Linked DNA regions of Sus scrofa: region 2 is linked to region 1. A link is a contact called in public HiChIP or PLAC-seq data. All regions are on one chromosome and are shown on one strand. The core of a region is the stretch at or near the end of the contact, and the rest is flanking DNA. Distances in the headings are between cores, read along the strand shown. Region 1 overlaps FNIP2 (folliculin-interacting protein 2). Region 2 overlaps LOC110262100 (rap guanine nucleotide exchange factor 6-like).

What was found. HiChIP or PLAC-seq counts read pairs in DNA pulled down with a chosen protein or histone mark.
Region 2: an H3K27ac HiChIP or PLAC-seq map of alveolar macrophages shows a contact between it and region 1. The contact joins two enhancer-like sites. A contact is called at or near these places in 1 of 47 Hi-C or Micro-C datasets (epiblast stem cells) and 1 of 2 datasets of contacts at active chromatin or transcription factors (alveolar macrophages).

What each region holds. Positions count from the first base shown.
Region 1 is chr8:47,823,985-47,831,409 of Sscrofa11.1, reverse strand. It overlaps FNIP2 (folliculin-interacting protein 2), which reads right to left. Exons shown (of 18, transcript XR_002346652.1): 16 at 3,262-3,462. Among named protein-coding and RNA genes, the nearest start is that of FNIP2, 120 kb to the right of the region's middle. Within about 2 kb of position 5,054, at least 13 of the 83 cell types and tissues checked have an H3K27ac peak or open chromatin away from gene starts, as enhancers often do. A contact at or near this core is called in alveolar macrophages, where this site is marked.
Region 2 is chr8:48,065,008-48,072,564 of Sscrofa11.1, reverse strand. All of the region lies in intron 1 of LOC110262100 (rap guanine nucleotide exchange factor 6-like), which reads right to left. Among named protein-coding and RNA genes, the nearest start is that of RAPGEF2, 110 kb to the left of the region's middle. Within about 2 kb of position 2,519, at least 29 of the 83 cell types and tissues checked have an H3K27ac peak or open chromatin away from gene starts, as enhancers often do. A contact at or near this core is called in alveolar macrophages, where this site is marked.

The DNA of each region.
Region 1 (7,425 bases), core at 3,805-6,304:
AATTCCATCAGACATGATTTTCATAGCCCATTATGCCTATTTTTCAGGTAAAGATTAGCTGATGCATTTGAAAATGTTGATGGTGACCATCTGGGCTGAGTGGTGATATGGAAAAAAGCACCCCTTAGAGATGCAGTCTTTTCCATTTTTCATGGACTTAAAATCTTAAATGCACCATGTTGGGGGGAGTGAAACACAACTTGTGAATGTGTTAAGAGTAATAATCAAAGCCCAGAGGATTTCAGCAATTCTGATGAAGATGTTCCCCCAAGTAAACAGAGTTAAGTGGTGAAAGATCTCTTGTTAAGCTTCAGTTCCTTATGAAGGAAATACAAAGTTTTAGTAAGAGTGTCATAAAATATTAACAAGAACATTCACATTACATTGAACCCTTTACATTTTAAAATAGTTAATTTACAGTGCTTTCATCATCCCCAGGACTATGTGTGTTGCAAAGTGGAAATAAAAGCAACACTGGTTTGGAGATCCCGTCGTGGCTCAGTGGTTAACGAATCCGACTAGGAACCATGAGGTTGCGGGTTCGATCCCTGGCCTCGCTCAGTGGGTTAAGGATCCAGCATTGCCATGAGCCGTGGTGTAGGTCACAGACGAGGCTTGGATCTGGCATTGCTGTGGCTCTGGCGTAGGCCAGTGGCTGCAGCTCTGATTAGACCCCTAGCCTGGGAACCTCCATATGCTGCAGGAGCGGCCCTAGAAAAGGCAAAAAGACAAAAACAAACAAACAACAACAAAAAAAACCCCAAAGCAACACTGGTTTACATGGACTGTACAGGAAACTTGAAGTCAAAGCATTTATACACATTTTTTTAAAAGTCTGATTACAAAATTGAACTGTCTTTGGATTCCCTCTCTCCCCTTTCTGAGATGAATTTCTTCACTTTTAACTTCTGAATTTTAAATAGCTACTTTCTCTTTTGGTACTGAGGTACTAACAGACGTTTAATCCTGTGTTTCACTGGAGTGATTTTTAAGGAGAATTTTAAATGGCAGATGAAGTTTTCTTTGATCTTGATTTTTTTCAGGTTATCTAAGTCATTCATATTACTAAGTGGTTAAACATAACTTATGTCCAAATGAAGTACAAAGAATTAACTCTGGCAATTTCTTGCTGGGATAACTAAGGTATCAAATGTAACGAGAGGAGTGTCCGTGAGGATACAGGTTTGATCCCTGGACTCGGCGGGTTAAGGATCTGGCATTGATGCAAGCTGTGGTGTAGGTCACAGATGCGGCTTGGATCCAGTGTTGCTGTGGTTGTAGCGTAGGCCAGCAGCTGCAGCTTCAATCTGACCCCAAGTCTGGGAATTTCCATATGCCACAGGTATGGCTTTAAAAAAAACAAAAAACACAACAAAATGTTACAAGAAATATGTATTACAGAATAAAAGATAAAAGTCTAGTAAATACTTATAACAGGTAAAAAGCTATAAAATCAAATATATCTTTCTTCCCTTACAGAAAAGGAGATTCCCACCTCTAAACCAGCATGATGCCAGGTGCTACTAGAAAGAAAAACTGTCTATAAATGTAGAACAGAAATAAAGCCCTAATAATCCACAGGTGCCTCTTGTGTTACCCCCGGGACAGGGGTCCTGTGGTTTAAGGCCGAATAAAGGTTTCAGTGAAAAGGTGGTATCTATCTTTACAGCCATGAATACCGTTTCACCAAACTAATTATTATTATTATACTAATAGGAGCTTTTCTTGAGTGTTTATAACATCCAACACGGCTCTAAGCACTTGACCTGAATTATCTCACTTGATTTTCATAATCTCAGGAGGTAGCTCCTGTGGTTTCCCAGCTTTGACCCTGGCAAGGCACTTGGCCAGGAAGTAGCGGGGCCTGGACCTGAATTCAGGCTGTAGGACTTGGAAGCCCATGCCCTGGCCAAGGCCCTCCTGGCTGCCAGGGTGCCTCATCTTGGCCAGAGTTCGGACGGCAGCACCTCAGAGGATTCCCCCATGTTGAACAGGTGCCACCTTAACCTTACAGACAACAAAGGTGACGTCCCCAGAGGCTCAGACTGTCCACCATCACCCAGCAAATCAATCACAAAGCCTGGACATGACCCCAGAGACGTCCAGAAGTGCCCCGGGATGCCACGGGCCACCTCGGGTGATAGCAGGACAATGTTTGGAAGCTCCCTCTTTGAGGAAAAAGTAGTCTTGACCTTCTGAGTAATGTGGTGCAATTGCAGATTCGGTCCCAAGGATTCACTTCTCTGCCAGCAATGGGTGAGGTAATTCACATGCACCTCCCCGCTTGGTGGTTAACAGCTCTGTATTTTCTGTGAGGCCGGAAGGGAGATGTGAGCTGTCTGGGTTGGGGCTGAGGGCAGAGTGGAGAGGAAGGGCTGGAGGCGGCTGCTCACCCAGCTGCATCTCCACTGGCCAGGGAGCTCCTCCCGCATGAACTGACCCTCAGCACCGCTTCTGCTTTAGAACTCTCCCTCTCTCTCTAAATATACTTCCTCCATCTTTCTTCACACACACACTATCCTGGGAACCCGGAGAGAGCGGCTGTCTGTATTTAATGTAAGGTTATCGAAGTAATTTTAAAATTTAAACTTCAAGGAGTTCCCGTCATGGCTCAGCAGTAACAAACCCAACTGGTATACAGGTTCGATCCCTGGCCTCACTCAGTGGATTAAGGATCCAGCATTGCTGTGAGCTGCAGTGTAGGTCACAGATGAGGCTCGGATTTGGCATTGCTGTGGCTGTGGTAGAGAGTGGCAGCTATAGCTCTGATCCAACCCCTAGCCTGGGAACCTCCATATGCTGTGGGTGAGGCCCTAAAAAGACAAAAAGAAAAAAAAAAATCCCATTCAAACAACTGACACCAACCCCCATGGATTATGGAGCTTCAACATTTACACAATCTTCTATTTTATCCAGAACAACCCTATGAGGGTGGTCCCTGAATAGACAGAACTCCAGTCCCTTTGGAAACTGGCTTGCTTGGTATCGATCTGATAAATAGAAAACCCAGGAGTTTTCCCAAAGGAGGATTTTAAATTTCCCTTCATGCTTGACCCCTGTAACTCACCTACTTCTCCCTATAACCTGTTCACTCCATGCTCTTTGCCTCACAGAAGGGCAGCTGTTGCTGAATGTAGCCCGTGCTGGCTCTGTGTCACCTGTTCCGGTTTTACTTGGGCTATCAATCAGTTACACTAAAAATAATACGACTGAAAGTGTTTTTAGCTCTATTTCTTTGATGACAGGAGAAGACGGACTTACAAAATCGGCGGGGAGGTGAAGTTTGTGCAGCTGCAGGATGGACTGGAGTAGATTGGACACCTGACTCGAGACCAGGACGTCCTGGCCAAGTTTCGTGCTGTCTACTGCCTTCCTCTGACTTGTGGCCACCTGGACACTCCACTTATCCGTGTCTGCGATGATGCAGACTGCCTCGGCGATAGGTTCATCGAGCACGGGGTGCTGCAAGGGAAGCATAGGGTCAGCTCCTCACCACGCTTCTCAGCACACTTCTGGTGATGCTCAGAGCAACCAGAAATCTCTGGGCAGCATCAGACCGAGGGTGGACAGGGCGACCTGGGGGCTACAGGAACCCAGAGGTGCCCAGTGGGCTCAGCCAGGAGTGTCACAACATTGCTATTTATTTTTAAATTTTTTTCTAATGATGTTTTTATTTTTGATATAAAATAAGTCTTTCAGATAAACCAAGAAAAAAATGTCTACATAATCCCATTCAGTAAACAAACAAATAAGAAACAAATTTAAAAGAAACTGAGATCCAGACTAGCTTCAAGTATCTGATATGGTAACAAAAGTGTGGATGATGTAAAGCTATTTAAAAATTAACTCAGAGGAGTTCCAGGGTGGCTCAGTGGGTTAAGGATCTGGCAATGTCACTGCTGTAGCTGTGGTTACTGCTGGGGTGCAAGTTTGATTCCTGACCTGGGAACTTCCATATGCTATGGCACAGCCAAAAAAAAAAAAAAAAAATTAACTGGATAAAATTGCAATCATGATTGTCTTCTTCCATCCAGGAGGCACACTATACATGTCAAATGTTCAGGGGTAAGTAAAAAGACACACCATTTCTCTCCATCCCAGGACATTAAAGCCCAAGTCCTTCTGGAAGACTGCACTTGACTTTTTTTTGGAGGGGGGGGGGCCCTGCACCTGGGACATGAGGAAATTTCTGCGCCAGGAGTCAAATCAGAGCTTCAACCTACACCACAGCAACACTGGATCTGAGCTGCATCTATGACCTACACTGCAGCTCACTGCAACATGGGATCCTTATCTCACTGAGGGAGGCCAGGGATACAACCTGCCTCCTCATGGGCACTATGTCGGGTCCTTAACTTGCTGAGCCACAAGGGGAACTCCTGCAGTTGCCTTTTAAGTGGAGACTCAGAAGAGGGTGAAGGATTCTACTGTCATCATCCCAAGAAGGAGGTCTGGTGGGGAAAAGGAATGTCCCCTGAAAGATACGGTGCTTCAACCACTAAGCAATGTTGGTTCAGTAACTGTGCGCTACCTGCATCAGCAACTCTGACAACTGACTGAAACCAGACAGGGCCAGGAAGCGACTGATCGAGCCGAGGCCAAAGGGTACGAGTGTGGCCACTGACAAACATGCTTGAACACAAGCTCCTTGGTAACTGGGCAGTGGTGGACAAAGCATGTTAACCAGTAAACAGTGCCCCAGGGCAATAGGGTGAAAGCTGACACAGTCAAGGCAAGGGCCTAAAGCAACCAAATTCCTTGAAACTGATCCAAGTACAAGCACTTCCCCACCAACTCCTTTGACACAGGCTTGGTGCCCCATGTGTGCAAAAATCGACAGCACAAAAGCCTTCCTGGCCCCAAGCTGAGAGAAGCAGGCGTGGGCAGGTATACAGACAGACGCCCCTCATGGCCAGCATGCACGGGCACAGCTTCCTGACCTCAGTCACCAAAGGAAAACATGCCTGGCTTCCACGGGTCATTCTGTCCCTGTCGCTGCCCTGGTGCCTTTTGCCACTTTGGCTGCCAGGCCTAACTTCCTCCTGTTAACTTCCTCCTCATTTCCCCTTGGACAATGAACTTTCCTGGCTAAATCCTGCAAGGCCCACCCTCCCTGAGTCTTGGGAGGTACCAGGGCCAGTCAGATGCTTCCTCCCTAAAGCAGGGAGCCAAGGACACTCAGGGCCACTGTGTTCCTACCCAGAGAGCAACTCGGAGGTACCTTGTTTCCCACCTACCCCAAGCCTAGTTCTTCAGCCTTCTTACCATTTTTAAGAATCCCTACTTTCCCTCCATTTAAATGAACACAATTTGGGAGTTCCCATTGTGGTGCAGCAGAAACAAATCTGACTAGCATCCATGAGGATGGAGGTTTGATCCCTGGCCTCGATCAGTGGATTAAAGATCCACTGTTGCCGTGAGCTGTGGTGTAGGTCACATACTCGGCTCAGATCTGGTGTTGCTGAGGCTGTATTGTAGGCTGGCAACTGCAGCTCAGACTCAACCCCTAGCCTGGAAACTTCCATATACCTCGGGTGCAACCTTAAAAAATATACTTTTTTTTTTTCTATTGAAAAGAATAGCAAACAGCAAATCAGACAAAGCTGACTGGGCCAATACTTAAGCATTTGTTCAAATAATCCTTTTTTTAAAAAATCTTTCTATGGCTGCACTTGCAGCAGATGGAAATTCCTGGGCCAGGAGTTGAATTGGAGCTGCGAACTTCTGGCAACCTAGGATACTTAACCCACTGATTGAGGTAAGGGATCAAACCCAAATCCTCACAGAGACAATGCTGAGTCTATAAGTGGCTGAGCCACAATGGAAACTCCTCAAATAATCTTAAACATGAGAAATAAAATAATATGACAAAGCAGATTCTTGAATTAATGAAGCCCAGTTTTCCAAGGATGGGTCTCACTTTCTTAGACTTGTTAACCAAATAGTATGGATGCTCATACACATAATGACCCCAAATTTCATTGTCCCCAAAAGGTTTTTGGACCCCTCACTCCTACTCTCCTTATGCAGACATATACACACTCTCCAAAATTGAAAGCAAAGACGGGGCTGCAATGACTTCCCTTTACAAGTTCCTGCAAATTCTTGCCCATGTGTCCTGAATTCACAGCAAGATTAAAATGGCTCACCATCAATGTACCTGGTCCTTATGAGCAAAGAAAAGGAAATGTGGACATATAAAAAATCTGTACTTCGGGAGTTCCTGTCATGGCTCAGCAAAAATGAATCAGACTAGTATCCATGAGGACGCAGATTCAATCCCTGGCCTCGCTCAATGGGTTAAGGATCTGGCGTTGTCGTGAGCTGTGGTGTAGGTTGCACTTGCAGCTTGGATCCTGGATTATTGTGGCTGTGGCGTAAGACAGCAGCTACAGCTCCGATTCAACTCCTAGCCTACGAACCTCCATATGCTGAGGGTATGACCTAAAAAGGACCCCCCCCCAAAAAAGATTTGTATTTTGAGCTCAATTTCCTTCAAGGCTTTTTGTGCCTATCAGAAATTCACAGTTTTCTAGGTAGCACAGAATGGATCTATACTAAAGCCTCTCCTCCAAGGGGCTTCCATCCTGAAAGCATTTATGTGATCTAAAGGTCTGTCCACATGTAGATGATGAGTGGAATGTCTGCCAACCCCCTTCAGCTGGATTCCAATCACCTGCCTCTGTCAAGGTGGCATGACCAGGCCAGGTAGATGTTTCTTACCAAAAACGTCCTGTGAGCAGGGGGCCCAGAGGCTAAGAATGCTTGGTGTAAAAATCCAGCTTTTTTTTTTGACTATAGGCAGTAGATAATTTGGGCCTTCATTTCCAATTCAACTCAATTTCCTAAACAGTTTCCCCATCATAGCGGTAGGGAAGCACAGACTATAGATTACATGTCCCACCACACAGAACTCTATTTTTGGAAGGGAGCTGCTGGCATGAGGACAGTGAGGCTCCCTGGGGAGGTGACGGATGGAAGATTATAATAAGATACCAGTTACCCCTGAGGGTTGTGGATCCAGACCCAGGAACAACGGAGAAGGAACTGAGGAATTGGCTCAATTACCTTTTTTTCTTCTTTTTTTTAGGGCCACACCTGTGGCATATGGAAGTTTTGGGCTAGGGGGTTGAATGGGAGCCGTAGCTGCTGGCCTACACCTCAGCCATGGCAACTCCGGATCCGAGCTGCATCTATGATCTACTCCGCAGGTTGCGGCAACACTAGATCCTTAACCCACTGAGTGAGGCCAGGGGGTCGAACCTACATCCTCACAGACACCATGTTGGGCTCTTAGGCTTCTGAACTACAATGGGAAAAAGGAAAAACTAAATGGGTCAGAGAAACATAAAAGGGAAAAAAAAGAGCACAAGCCATTTTTAAGTCACTGGTGGAAACCTGAGTAAAGACTAAAGGGGTTGGGGG
Region 2 (7,557 bases), core at 1,270-3,769, 240 kb before region 1:
AGAGCTTCAATGAGGAGCAGCAACATGGCACACTATTAAATGATAACCCAAAACATAAAATAAATAGCCCTGAATCCATACTGATGTAAGTAATTGACTGAAATGTAAATAAGGGAGAAGATGTGATCTTCTTTAGAGAAAAATTTCAAATTATTTACATTGATGCTTCTTCCACGGGGCAGGGCTTAAATCTCCGGCCTTCATCCCACCCCTTGAGTGTGAGCTGGGTTCAATGACCTGCTTCCAGAGAATGGAGTATGGAAAGATGGAGGAAGAAGGCGGTTCTGCGTAAACGTCACAGTAGAGAATGCTGAGAGGCACCACCCTAGCCAGGTGACCAAAGTGAGCAACAACTGTGACTGGTCATGGGGAGAGGATATAACGTTGATGTCAGGTGATGAAACGGTGTTTTACCTTCATGGTCTTCCTCCCAGAAACTCACAGCCACAGTCTAGTCATCAGGCAAACTCAAATGAAGGACTTCATATAAAATAACTGACCATTAGCCCTAAAGTTGTGAGGAACAAGGAAAGTGAGAAACACAGGTGAGAGGAGGCTGAGGACTGAGCGCAGTTTGATGTCCTGGCTGGTCCTGGAATGGAAAGATGCCTTCATGGGCAACTAGCAAAACAAAGTTCTAAAATTGAGAGTTGAATGAATGCACCTGTGTGGGTGCCTTAGTTTGCACAAAGAATCCTGGTAACATAAGATGTGACAACAGAAGAAAGCCAGGGAAGCACACCCCATTACTATCTTGGCAATTCCTCTGTAATCGAAAATCATTCCAGAATAAAAGTTTTATTGCCGAAAAACCTGTACCCACATAGCTAGATCACTCCCAAAATTATTTTGCATCACAGCTAAAAACATACAACAACACAAAAGAACTTCGTAGGACACTCCAGCCTCTGAATCTTTGGTTTTGGATTCTAGTTTGGGGATGATTTACATTCATCACTGCAAAGACTTAAAAGCTGAACCCACTTGATGTCCATGCATCTTAACCACATGCAGTGCTCAGGACGTGGTGGTTCTTCACCCTCAACATCTCCTCTCCCATTGAGTCTACTTTATTATTTACATCAATGCTTCCTTCAGCAGGTAGGGCTTAAATCTCTCACCTTCATCCCACCCCTTGAGTGTGGGTTGGATTCAATCACCTCTTCCAGAGAATGGAGTATGGAAAGATGGAGGAAGGAGGGGGTTCTGTGTAGACATGACAGCAGAGAAGGCTGAGAGGCACCACCCTAGGCAGGTGGTGGTCATGGGGAGAGGATATACTCTTGATGTCAGGCAATGAAACGGTCTCTCTAGAGGCAGAAATGGGTTTCCCTACTCTATTTCCTCACCCTATCAATGTCATGTTACATCTCTGAAACACGAAACTGAAAACTTTTGAAAACACCCTACTTTGGATACACGCAATTACTAGAGGTGATGACACCAAGTAATAATGCAGTTCAGCCTTTTCTTACCTCTCACTCTGCCCTCCCCAGAAACCTTACTCTCTAGCCAAAATAATTTGTCTCCAAAAGTCCACAATACCTTGGGGTTTGTTTTCTTTATTTCTTCAAAACTTTTCATCCTGTATCAGGTGGGGAGCCCTAAAATCCACGAAATAGCAGGACTTATTTAGTTAGATTCATTCTTCACCATCCAGCTCTGAACTTTATGCATTACGGGTGCCTACAATGTCCTTTTATTTTCTGAAAAACTGTATGTTTCCACAGTAAATCAATGTGAAAATCTCAACCACAAAAAAAAAAAAAAAAACAATACTTCTCAGTAATCTGTTAGCATGTGCTCTATTCAAAACCAGTCATTTGACTGCATTTAAATCATCTTTTCAATTTCATACCAAATCAGATGACCAGCACCCAACTGAACTAGACACAGTAGATAAGCCAGTATCTTTGACTGCAGCTGTGAGCAGCTACAAGACCACAGGGGGAAAAAAAGAAGCCCAATAGTCATATAGTAAAAGAAGATGTTTCACAGCTGCTATGGTGTGACCAACCTTCAGAAGGGCATGTATGGCCTCTACATAAAGGACACCAGTACCCAAATTACAGAGAACAGAAAGCACAGTATGCATCTCTGATTTATCCTCCAAGTGCTGGCAAATTCAGGAGCAAAGCCAAGGCTAGTTCTAGATGCTACGCAGATTTTATTACTTCATCACACCCTATTTTTCTTGCTTACTAGAGCGGCAGCAACCAGTGCACATTTCACAATGAGTCTGGACTGGGGACACCAGCACCAGAGGAGGAAAGAAAGGGACAGGCAGACAGCTGGACAGCAGGCTGATGAACCTGCTCTTGAGCTCCCAGGCCAACCTCAGATTCCAAAACAATCCAGGAACCCTTGACCCTCATTACAAGGGAGGTCATATTTATAAATTCCGCCTACTTGCTCAACTTAATCTGTAGCCCCAAGTTCGATACTCAAGGCATTTTCACAGTCATTCAGGGCCACATGCAGGGCATGGAAAATCTGAGTCATGCCCCGTCCTTGGGCCCAGCTGAGGGAAGGAAGTAATGCTCGGTTTTCTTCTTCCAGCTCCTGTGCTGCAAACAAGAGTCCTTGTTTTCTGTGTCATGGATTTCACATTTGTGTGCTTTCTGTTGGTGATCTCACTGTTTACAAGCCCCTGAGCCTCCTGCAGCAATGCAGTCTAGTGACCCTAGGCACACGAGGGCCACAGGGGAAAAACACATGTGTTAGGTAAGTCTTTGCCCAGATATGGGTTAGAGTGCTCTGGCCCAGAGTTCAATATTCACAAATCAAATTCATATTGAGTAAGGTCTCTTTAAATAAAAACACACACAAAACAAGGTTATACATTTGATCAGTTGACAAAATTGTGGCCAGAGGCTTGCAAGAACCTGGCCATGTACTGCCCCCGAGCAATGGTTCAGTACTGGTTAAGTCAGTGTTCTCTGTAGCCCTACAGAATAGAACTCCCCTGAACACAAGACAAATTAATACTACTAGTAACAATAACAATATAACTAGTAATAAAACACATGACAAAAATTAATTCTACTTGATGAACCTGCTCCTAGGATTTGCAAAATCTGGGACAAAAACAAATAAAATATTCCAAGTAAAAGAACTAGGATTACAGGGGCAATTCTCTAGAACCAATGAACACCTGCCCCAACTGCTTTTAGAATAACGTTAATGCCATGACATTTCATAAAGTTTTTAAATTATGCCCTAAATCATATCTCTCTGTGATAACAATCTCTCCTACGAACTTTTGATCATTATTGCTCTAAAACAAATAAGGGGCAGACCTGCCCAATCCTAAACAATTCTGTTCTACCGTAAGTACAAAGCTGGAGAGAATAACACTTGATATTTACAGTAATTTCTGAGTACTCATATTATCAATACACACAGAAATGACCTGTTTAGGGGAAGAAATACTCAGAGTAGTTCTCTGGTTTTTTCATCACTTACATAAAACAGTCTCTTATTGGAGCTCCCTGATGGTTCAGTGGGTTAAGGATCCAATGTTGTTATTACTGTGACTTGGGTCACTGCTGTGATGTAGGTTTAATCCCTGGCCCGGGAATTTCCACATGCCTCGGGCATCAATAAACAAATAAAAACTAAATAAAAATAAATAAAATAGTCTCATTTTAAAAGAGAGAGAGAAAAAGGAGGGACAGCTTGGGGGGTGCAGGGAGGAAAAAAAACACTAAGCTGAAATTTTAACTACATTTGCTATTGTTTTAAATGTTCACAATACAGTTTTAAGAGCCAATTTTACTTCTTATTCAATGGGTAGGTATTCCAGGTCTTTTTTCCTTCTGCTGCTCTCTATAATTGTATTGAAAACAGTGTTTCCCAGAGTGTATTACACGATGCTTTTGCAAAGGGGAGGCTAGTCATATGAGTTTAGGGAATGCGCACTCCCCTCTCCCCACAAAGCCAAGAGGCTTGATGCAGCCTTGAAAGCTAAGGGCTCCAAAAATTCATTTGTTTAAGCCACATTTAATTTGGATCCAAAAAATAGTTTGATTACTACACCTCTTTCTAAGAAGCATAGTAGCAAATGTAAAATGTCAACATTTGATGAAAATAGACTATTAGGAAAAAATACATAAAATAAAACAGTATGCTCTTATGAATTAGGTTTATTTTTGTTTCTTCTGGATCTGTTCTTGACAGCCTCAACAGAATACAACCAATGAACAGGAAGGTGCTCACCCACTACTGAGAAAACCTAATATGCAATCCAGATTCACTCCTATACCCACCGCCTAAGCACAATCAAATCCAAGAGCACATTACAAGAGAGCCATGAAAAAATACAGTGAAACTCTATTTTAAATGGAAAGAGGAGATATTCAATAGGTAGTTATTAAACATGAACCACCATATGTGTAAGAAGTGCTTCAAAGTATTCAGAGGCAAAATAGAAATTGGGAAAAATAATTGAAAGCAGTATTTGTTGTATGTAGCCTCGAAAACTAGTAAATCATCTGAATTTGACTTTCTCTTTATTAAAATATAAGAAATGATTAAAACTAAAACTTTCCCTGAAAGTAAATATAAGAAACTGGCACTTACAGTTTTCAACATCTATTCTTTCTTTTTTTTTTTTATTTTTTATTTTTTTTAGGGCTGCACCTGCAGCATATGGAGGTTCCCAGGCTAGGGGTCTAATCGGAGCTGTAGCCACCAGCCTATGCCACAGCCACAGCCACACCAGATACGAGCTGTGTTTGCGACCTACACCATAGCTCAAGGCAACGCCGGATCCTTGACCAGCTGAGCAAGGCAAGGGATCACACCCACAACCTCATGGTTTCTAGTCAGATTCATTTTCACTGCGCCATGACAGACCTCGTATTCTTTATTGAACCTCACTTAACCACCTACTTTAAAAATAAAGTACAAGCCCTAAGATTCAATAAAATCTACTATTTGTATAAATACTGTTACATGTAAATGTGATTTAATGACTGTATTTCAACACAACATGAGTGATTCTCTATATTTTCCAGTTCAGTAAGCAATATAACATGTTCTGATTACACATCTAATCTAATACTTTTCTGCCTTTAACCTAAAAGTAAATTAAGCAATTTTAACTTTAAAAAAAAAAAATCACAAAACATATCTGTTGTAGAAAAATGTAAATAAGGATAGGAAAAAATAAGAAATTTTAAATTATCTGCAATCCCTTCACTCAAAAATAAGATTTTTGTAAAAAAAAAAAAAAATACTTTCGGGGCATTTTTAGGACACATATGCCAGTCTCTGCAGAGAACACTCTGCTTTTCATTTAATTTAATCATCCAGCTGCCTATAAATTGGTAATAGAATGCCTACAAAGAAAACTAAGGCAGTAAAAGGCTAGGTATCTTGACTAAAGTCACACACCTTGGAGAGGGCAAAGCAAAAATCTGACCACAAGCCTGCTAAAGAGATTTCACTCACATACAAAGATGTGTTAATGTATTTTAAACAAAAATTCAACGACAGTATACTTTCCATTTTGTAATCAGCTTTCATCACTGATAACTACCATAAATATCTCATGAGGTAAAAGACTACAAGATAGGAGTTTCCTGCTGTGGACAGTGTGGAGTAGGTTGCAGCTGTGGTTCAGTGTGGAGTAGGTTGCAGCTGTGGCTCAAATTCAACCAACACCTGGCCCAGTAACTTCCATATGCTGCGGATGTGGCCCTTTACCAAAAAAAAAAAAAAAAATTTTTTTTTTAATTAAAAAAAAAAACAAGACAGTCTTTTGTTCCAAACACCCTATTAACTCCATCAAGCCTTTCATTTTACATATTTAAGTTCCTGCTATTTTTCTCGACTTTAAGCAATTTTTTTTTTTTTTTTTTTTTTTTTTGGCTTTTTAGGGCCATACCTACAGCATATGGAGGTTTCCAGAGCAGGGGTAGCATCAGAGTTACAGCTGCTGGCCTATACCCACAGCCACAGCAAGGCCAGATCCAAGCTGCGTCTATGACAGCAGCTCACAGCAATGCCGGATTGTTAATCCACTAAGCAAGACCAGGGATCAAACCCCCAACCTCATGGTTCCTAGTCAGAATTATTTTCGCTGTGCCACAACAGGAATTCCAAATTGCAGTTCTTTTTGTAATTTTTCCTTCATTCACTACTAACATGTCTGCCTTTCTCATTGAGATCTTTAAGGACAGCATCCTTAACATTGCAAATAATTTTCCCCAGTGATGACTACTTATTATAGTTCAGATAAAAACAGGCTGGTTAATAGGACAGTAATGTGGAAAAGAAAAAAGAAAACAAAATTAGATTCATGTTATAAATAGTGAGTCTCTAAAAAAATAAAAACTTTACTTTGGAATGATTTTAGCAGTTTTTCAAAAACTGCTATAAACATCCACACGGAGGTTTTTGTGGGGACCTAAGTTTTCAGCTCCATTAGATAAATATCAAGGAGTACAACTGCTGGATCACATGGTAGGATTTTATTAGTTTTGTGAGTAAGAGTATATTATTTCAGTGAGAAACCACCAAATTGTCTTCCAAAGCGCCTGTACCATTTGGCAATCTCCCTGGCAGTGAATGAAAGTTCTTGTTGCTCCACATCTGGTATTGTCAGTGTCCTGGATAGTGGCCATTCCGACAGGTGTGCGGTTGTTTGAATTTACATTACCCTGATGACATTTGATAGGGAGCATCTTTTCATATGCTTATTTGCCATCTGTGTATCTTATTTGCTAACTACTGCTTCTTAAACTTGTAGTTTCTATACTTGGGTTATGCAATATGGTAGCCACTGGCCACACATGGTTACAAATGCTTGAAAAATAGCTAGTCCTGGTGGAAATAAGCTTAAGTGTAAAACTCACACTGGATTTCGAAGACTTGCTATGAAAAGAAGTAAAGTATCTCATAAGTTTTTACATTGCTTACAAATTGAAATGATGGAGTTACCATCATGGCTCAGTGTTTAGCAAACCTGACTAGCATCCGTGAGGACACAGGTTTGATCCCTGGCCTCGCTCAGTGGGTTAAGGATCCGGCGTTGCCTTGAGCTGTGGTGTAAGTCGCAGACGCAACTCAGATCCCGCATTGCTGTGGCTCTGGCGTAGGCCAGTGACTACATCTCCGATTGGACCCCAAGCCTGGGAACCTCCATATGCCACCAGTGCTGCCCTAAAAGACAAAAATAAAAAATAAAAAATTGAAATGACAATGTTTTTAAATATACTGGTTAAATAAAATGTATGACACTACTTTATTTTAAATTTTTTTAATGCGGCTACTAGAAAATTTAAAATTACATGTGGAAAAGAAAAAAGAAAAAAATTAGATTCATGTTATAAATAGTGAGTCTTTAAAAAAATTAAAACTTTACTTTGGAGTTGTCTATGGCTTGTCTATCAGACAGCACTGATCTATATTTGGCTGGTATTTTGACAACTGTACTAGGCAAACACTGAGTCCTCAGCAGTAGTTTCTGGACAGTATTATGATAATAAGGAAAAATAAGAAAGCAAGTTGTTTAGGAAGCAAAATCATCAGTGAAATTCATTCCAAAGTATT